Linked DNA regions of Mus musculus: region 1 is linked to region 2. A link is a contact called in public ChIA-PET data. All regions are on one chromosome and are shown on one strand. The core of a region is the stretch at or near the end of the contact, and the rest is flanking DNA. Distances in the headings are between cores, read along the strand shown. Region 1 overlaps Phlpp1 (PH domain and leucine rich repeat protein phosphatase 1). Region 2 has its middle 76 kb from the start of Zcchc2.

Region 1 (3,704 bases), core at 960-3,459, 260 kb before region 2:
TCGGCCATCACTGCAAAGAGAGGCCCATTGGACTTGCAAACTTTATATGCCCCAGTACAGGGGAACGCCAAAAAGGGGGGAGTGGGTATGGGGGACCTTTGGGATAGCATTGAAAATGTAAACGAGGAAAATACCTAATTTAAAAAAATTACTTAAAAAAAAATCTTTGGTTTGCCTTTGAGTTCCTTTTTAGAAAGTGCTGTCTGAGAAAAACCCAAACAGGCCATGATTGTCAGAGCTCAGGAAGTAGAGAAAGCTGAAAGGGAGTCTAAGCCCTAAGCCATCTCAAGGTTTTCCTTTGATCCAGAGCTCAGGGGGAAAATGGGAAGCCACTGAAATAGAAAGTGCCCCAAGAGGATTCCCACTGCACTGCAAAGCTCAGGTATACAAAAACCTGCAGTCTGCTAACAGCTAACTGGAGAGGGAGTCCATACATTCTGTGAAATTCCTGAATCATCTGGCAAACCTCAAACCCAGTGCTAGAAATCTCAGTTTCACCCACAGCACTTTGCACCGGCTACCTTTATCCTTTACATGGACAACCCCTGTCTTCCGTGATTATCTCCAATCTTTATCACCTATCTTCACATATAAGAGTGCATCCCACAAGGCTGGAGTGTCCTAAGTACTGCATAGGTTGTCTGGCAGATGAGCTGCAAAAACATCACCAGGCCACTTCTTGTTCCAGTTTACTAAGAGCACTCTCACCACTAAAATGAGTTTCCAGAAATTACTCATAAAATAAAAATTGTATTGCTTCTTAAACAAAGCATAAGAATGTTAAAGTGTGGCAAGCATAAATAATTTGATAACTTCCTATTACTGGAATGTGAAAAGTGCCCGAAAGACAAGGCAGGAAATAGGGTCATGTGTTTCCCATTCCATGTGGACCAAAATACAGATTGAAGACTTTTAAAGAAAGGGATCTTTACTGCAGACAGAAATGGGAGTTTGTTCTCATCTCTCCACGTTTACTGTCATAGCGCACCGTGATTGTACACGAAGCTTTACGGGCTCTCCCAGCACATTCCTCACTCTCTCCTTGTCAGTGAATGCCAATTTCACATCTACTGGTAACTCAGTTCACTGCTTCCCTCTAAGTCTTCCAAGTCTTAAATTCATCCTTCCACCCAAAAGAAACATTCACCTTGTTTTAGGTGATACCAAGCTTATTTATACCCCACCCACTCTAACATACACACCTAAGGTTCACTAAAGTTGATCTTCAGGCATCACATCATATGATCAACCAAAAGGCATCTTACGAGACTTACGACCTATCCCTTAAGAGCCATATATGAATGCCACTGCTCAAAGCTCTTTGCAAACCTTCCTCTATATGTCTTAGGATGACCTTCTGTTCTCTTTGGTGACAGAGAAACCAAGAACTGGACTGAAGCACACCATCCTTGTGTCTGTCCTTCTCCACCCTAAATTCAGCTCTAGGCTAAATATGAAGGGGAAACAGAATAAAAGCAGAGACATTCCACCTCTATGGTCAAGAAATTTACACACAGAGTCAATTTAGAAATTTTCTAATGTTCATTACAGATGTATAGCAAGCAAGGAAGCATAAGCAATGTTTATAAATCAAAGGAGGAAATGAGCACATGGAATTGGACATAACCAAACTCTACAAGACATCTTTGGAAATATGCTTTCAAGGACAGGCAGGACAGATGCCAGGCTGGCCTGGGAGTGGTAAAGGGAGTGACAAGAGAGTGAACTGTATTTCAGAGCCTGGCAGTGGGTTTTGCTTTGCTTTGGTCTCTCCCCTCCCCCTCCTTTAGAAAAAAAAAACATTATGGGGGCTGGAGAGATGGCTCAGTTGTTTAGAGTACCACTGGGTACTCTTCAAGAGGACCAGGGTTCAATTCCCAACACCCACATGGCTGCTTACAACTGTATGTAACTCTAGTTCCAGAGGATCCAATATCCTCACACAGATACGCATGCAGGCAAAACACCAATGTACACAAAACAAAAAATAAAATGAAAAAAATCACGCTGTTCATTTTTTTTAAATGAAAAACTTGTTTTCTCTTTTTCCTACTACCGATTCTCGGTTATGAATCTCCGTGTCATGTTTCCTGAGTGGTCTCATTATGTAGTTTTGTTTTTCTTTTTTTTTTTTTCATCAAACCTTCAACCAAAGAGAAATGACGAATTACCAGTTTCACTTCTTTCTACAAGTTGCCGCAAAAGCCTGTTACAAAGAAGTCCGTATGAATAACAAGAAGTGGTGACTAAAAGCAGGTCCCACTACATTCTCTCATGTGCTCACTCACAATGTATTTAATGGTCTCCCTCACAATGGTAACCATTTCTGGGGGACCTGATGTGTACCTTCTAGGAATCTGAGCCCAAAGTGGATAAACACAACAAAAAGTAAGTAACAAAGGTCATGAGGTCAAGTGTCTCCTTAGGAAAGAGAGTTATACTGTAGGTCTCTAAGACAAAAATTAAAGGTAACCAAATGCACAAAAGTTAATGTTATAGTACTACTTCTATGCTTTAAAAAAAGTCCTTTACAAACTATTTCCTAGTATTCTGTAAAACTGTCAGGGAGTAAATAATCACACTCAAAGAACAGCAACAAACATCAATAACAAATCACTACTGAGAGAAATGTTGACCAGATATCTGATGTTACACTTGGCTTGTTATGTGTGCATGTTTTCAGTGTTATTTACAGTAGGAATAATTCATTAATAATCATATGTGAACTTCATGTCACTTATAATATAAATGTCTAGTAATAATAAACACTGAAAAAAATAACAAAATGACATGAATAAATTGAAATCTTTTGGTAGTAGCCAAATACTACTGGCTTCAGTTCCTACAGGTGTGGATCAAGTCTGGAAGTAGGCATGGTTCCCATGTGCAATGCACAATGAACTGTATAGAGACCCATGGGAGTTACAGGACAGGGAGAGCCAGAAGGACTAGGAGGTGCCCTATCTCCTCTGTGGCCTGCCTCCAAGAGGAAGGAACTTTTTTTATGAGTCAACACAGTACCTGACTCTCTCAAGACTGTGTGTGTACTTTTCAGAATATCTCCAGGCTCAATGAAGCACAGGGAGAGACTGGAGGTGGATTCAGCTCTTTCTGTTGCTGTTACCTTTTATGTGGTAATTTCTAGAACGTTCTCCCCAGTTTCTGACTCTCCTGCCACAATTTCCTGGAGAACTATAGTCCCAAAAGTCTTTCCTGGGTACAAAAACGTGACAATCAATCACCTTCTATAATTATGCCCATGTAGATGAGGAACCACAAGACTCTGCCTATCTTACCTATTGTGGGAGGAGGTTTTGGTTTTGTAGGCCTAGGAGTTGCCTGGAATTCCTGAGTCATTGGGAGTTTAGTTTGAAATCATTAGACATCCCAGAAGAAACAAATTTCACAAGATTATAATGTATAGTTTAAATAAGAGCAACATGATTAAGCTAGCCAGCGATCTTGGAGAAGATGAGAGCAAAACAAGCCATGGCTATATTGGCTTTGGGAAAGTCATGTTCGCAGGTTGCTTTCAGGCGTATGATTCCCTTGTGTTGTCAATAAATAAATAAATAAATAAATAAATAAATAAATAAAAGGGTACTATTGGACATAGTACTAAATGGACATAGTAATTAACTGCTCCCTAAGTTCTTATCACTACACACACAAGATAACTCAGCAGTTTTTTGTTTGTTTTTTTT
Region 2 (3,698 bases), core at 799-3,298:
CCTCAGACCAAGATGTAACCACAGGTCATGTAGGCTCAAGACAGAGGTCTCTATGCTAACGAGGTACCTAGAGGCCTGGAGGGTGTAGCCAATAAACTTCTATTCTGAGACATTCCTGCCTGCAAAAGATTATTTAATCTCAGGCCCACTTTGAGAAGTGGGGGTAAGGTTTTACACATATGCTTTCCACCATGGCAATAAATGGTTTGGAACCACAGACTGTCTCTTTTCATTGAGATCAGCTGTGGGGAGCCATAGAGAAGGCCTGCACCTATAGAGCTGCCATCTAGACTCCTGCAGAAGGCCTCTCTGTGCTCCCAGCCATGATCGCCACCAAGCCTGCCGCTGTCTGTCAAGCCAAGGATGCTCCCCATGAAACTAGCCAGAGCTCTCCCTTTTTCCTCCCCGGCCCCAGGCTAGATCCACCCCACAGGCTCCCACTCCATTCTCAGCTCTTTTGCAGCTCCCAGGGGGGCCTGGATGTCCAAGAGCCTGAGAACCAGATGGCCCCTGCCTCGTCACAGGCTGCTGGACCCTGGAACCAGCTCCGGGTGTCCTGCACCTCAGATTGTGCTTCACCACCTCCGAGTGGTGTCCTGGGGCTTCCCTATGGCCCAGTCATGCCCTGTGGCAGAGTGGATGCAGGACCCACAATCCTACAGTCATGGTGGTACATGCTTGTGAGCCTTTAGGAAGCTAAGGGAAGAATACTGATTCAAATCCACACCAGTTTATGCTGCATAGTGAGGCTCTTCTGGCCTGTATAGCTATGCCTTGTCTCAAAAACCAAACAAGCAAGCAAGCAAGCAAACAAACAAACAAACAATTTAGCTTAGGATGTGCTGCTGATGCTGTTGACAAGAAACACTCTGAACAGGAAAGAAGGTGGAGGACAGGGGAGGAGAACCAGAGTTACAGCCTATAGCTAGGGTAGGAACATGGAACCAGGGCAGCTATAGCTCCGGTCAGCTGGCAGAGAGTCACGTTTCCTATGAGTATAAACATGAATAGCCATGACAAAGCAGGCAGTCATTTCTCACTTTGGTGATGAAATGAAAGCCTAGCCTCGGGAATAAAGGGACCATAGGGGTTGTTGTCTGCAGCATGCTAGGACAGGAGTCACACAGATCACGTGCTTACGGCAGTGGTTGCCTATGCAATTCAGAATGGCAAAGACAGCAGGAAAATTTCAAAATCTCAGAAAGGGTCTGACTTGGGCAATTGGGCTTTCTGGCAAACACTCTATTTTTCTCTTTTTTGTGTGCTCATGTGTACATGTGCATGTGCGTGTGCGTGTGTGTGCATATGTGTGTGTGTGTGTGTGTGTGTACATGTGTATGCATGTATGTTTATGTGTGTTCGTGTGTGCATGTGTATGTGTGTATCTGCTCATGTGTGTGCATGTGTGTGCATGTGCATGCCCATGAATGTGTTTGTGTGTTTGTATGTTGTTGTTCATGTGTATGTGTGTAGTGTTCATAGGTGTATGTGCTCATGTGTGTGCCTGTGTGTGTGTGTACTTGTTTGTATTTTATACATGTGGGGGACAGAGGTTAGTATAGGGTGTCTTCTATCACTCTCCGCTGGATCTTTTGAGGCAAAGTCTCTCATTGAATCTGGAGCTCAGTGGCTCAGCTGGACTGGCAGTACATGCCTGTCCCTGTCTTCCCAGCCCTGGGTTACAAACACATGTGTGTTGCTTTTTATGTGGCTAGGGATCCAAACTCAAGCACTTCTCCCACTGAGCCATCTCCTAGCCCATCTGTCTTTCTCTTTCTGGTTTTCTTTCCCATGTTCGTGGCTTCCACTTCTCTGTTACCTCATGTTTGAGCACCTCTCCTGTCTTTCTTTTTCCTCCTCACATCTCTGTTCTGTCTCCTTCCTGTTTTTCAGTGCAGTTTTTCCTGGTTATAAATATACAGTTATGGTTCTTGGAGCCTAATGATGTTCCGGCAAAAACACAAACCAGAAACAGAGAAACCGACCACAGCCCAAACCCCACCCTGGCTCTCAGACCCCACAGCTGCACTCTCAGGCTGCTGCCGCCCAACAGCTGCTTCCGATCTCTCTCGGTTCACACTTCTCCAGACGACATCTCCTAATATCAAAGACACTGCCAGCTGTCAAAATAAGCTCTCATCTTTTCATATATGAGACAATTACTGCTGAAAACCGATTATGCAAACATAAACAAGCCAAGGGAAGGAAGGGAGATTGCTGGGCTGCCCACCCCTCCCAGTCCATCCTCTCTACTGAAGCCAGGACTAAAATGACCTCTTTAGAGTCTTTAGAGCAGCAACTGGGAAGCACACCCTTCTAGACAAACTCCCAGCAAAGGAAAACAGAAAAGGGGATAAAGGAGTTTGATCTCTGGGCAAAGTGTTTAAGACAAAAGATTGACAGGACCTAAAAATTATTCTTCTCTCTTCCTCCTTCCTCCTCCCCTTCCTCCCTCCCCCTCCTCCCTCCCTCCTTCTCTCCATCATAACAATACATAATAAGCATAGAAAAAAAAAAGCAAAGTGAATTTCTAACAAGATCAGGATGAAACAGCCAGGGGCCCCAGGAAGATTAAGTACGGTGACCTTCTTGGGCATTTACAAGAGTCCTACTCACACACACACACACACACACACACACACACACACGCACATGCACATTAGACTTGAGCTGGACCTCAAACTAGAGTTTCTGTTAATCATCCTAAATAAACCAGTTAAATTTGTTCTGCCTTTGTATGCCTAGTTATTAGGTGAGGATCCTAAAATTGACTGGAAGTTTGTTTTGAGGATCATGGTTAGGAAGCAGGGTGAAGCCTGAGAGAGCCCTCAGTTGAAGGTGTGTTATCAAGTGTAAGAGTCGGTCCTTTCCAAATTGCTGAAGTGCTCGGATTTATTTTTAAATGTCATCAAATTTCCTATAACACAAAGACAGTCTATAGTGTGTGAAGATTCTGTCCCACTCAAATGGCTGTGCTTAAACCTGCTAGCCCACAGTCAAGCATCAGTAGCAATATCAGATCAAAGGAGGAAAAGCCCACAGCTGGCAGGCTCTCAAGGCTGCCCTACCAACAGGAAGGCCAGCCTGTATTGCTGGCAGTTAAGACCTGGGACTTGGATCTTTGGAGCCCAGTTGTTAATCATAAGAGCTGATATTTTGAAAGAGTGTGTCAACCTAGATGCACAGGGAAGCCAAAGCATTCAGCCAGCATACAGGGAGGTGGGAAGTGATGGGCGGTCCGCAGAGATACTGTCCAGGCTATATCATCATTAAAGTTGACAGCCTAACAAAAAGGCTCTGTCACAATAATCAGAGGTTGCAGGGACAATTGATCCTTCAATTAATGATGAACCTGAACAGGTCTGGAAAGCCAGTTTGTTCTCCTTGTGAGCTGACATGTGCCACAACTTGACAGACAGTGGAAGCTCCAGAAATCACACTGAGGTCACACGAGGACTTTCAAATTCTACCGTTGCCTACAGGCAGGAAGTGTAATAATGGTGGCGGTGCATATGGGAGTCTAGGGTGGGGTTTAGAACTAGTTGGTGACAAGCCAATGACAGAAATAGCATTATTCCTGCCATCATTGGAATGTCCAGGGTAAATGGAGGAGGAGTCTTTCCTGCTCAGGCAGAGATCTGGTTCTTGCTTTACAGTTGTAGAGAATCAGATAACAACTACTTAGTGTCTGATTGTAG

What was found. ChIA-PET counts read pairs in DNA pulled down with a chosen protein or histone mark.
Region 1: a contact with region 2 is called in an RNA polymerase II ChIA-PET map of memory CD8 T cells, with 5 read pairs. The contact joins two enhancer-like sites. A contact is called at or near these places in 3 of 15 datasets of contacts at CTCF or cohesin (the NIH/3T3 cell line, large pre-B cells and pro-B cells), 2 of 484 Hi-C or Micro-C datasets (embryonic stem cells and nephron progenitors) and 3 of 115 datasets of contacts at active chromatin or transcription factors (cardiomyocytes, embryonic basal ganglia and memory CD8 T cells).

Annotation. Positions count from the first base shown.
Region 1 is chr1:106,320,091-106,323,794 of GRCm38.p6, reverse strand. The region is part of intron 4 of Phlpp1 (PH domain and leucine rich repeat protein phosphatase 1); the gene reads right to left. Among named protein-coding and RNA genes, the nearest start is that of Phlpp1, 150 kb to the right of the region's middle. Within about 2 kb of position 2,209, at least 61 of the 459 cell types and tissues checked have an H3K27ac peak or open chromatin away from gene starts, as enhancers often do. A contact at or near this core is called in memory CD8 T cells and pro-B cells, where this site is marked.
Region 2 is chr1:106,064,316-106,068,013 of GRCm38.p6, reverse strand. No RefSeq gene overlaps it. Among named protein-coding and RNA genes, the nearest start is that of Zcchc2, 76 kb to the right of the region's middle. Within about 2 kb of position 2,048, at least 57 of the 459 cell types and tissues checked have an H3K27ac peak or open chromatin away from gene starts, as enhancers often do. A contact at or near this core is called in memory CD8 T cells and pro-B cells, where this site is marked.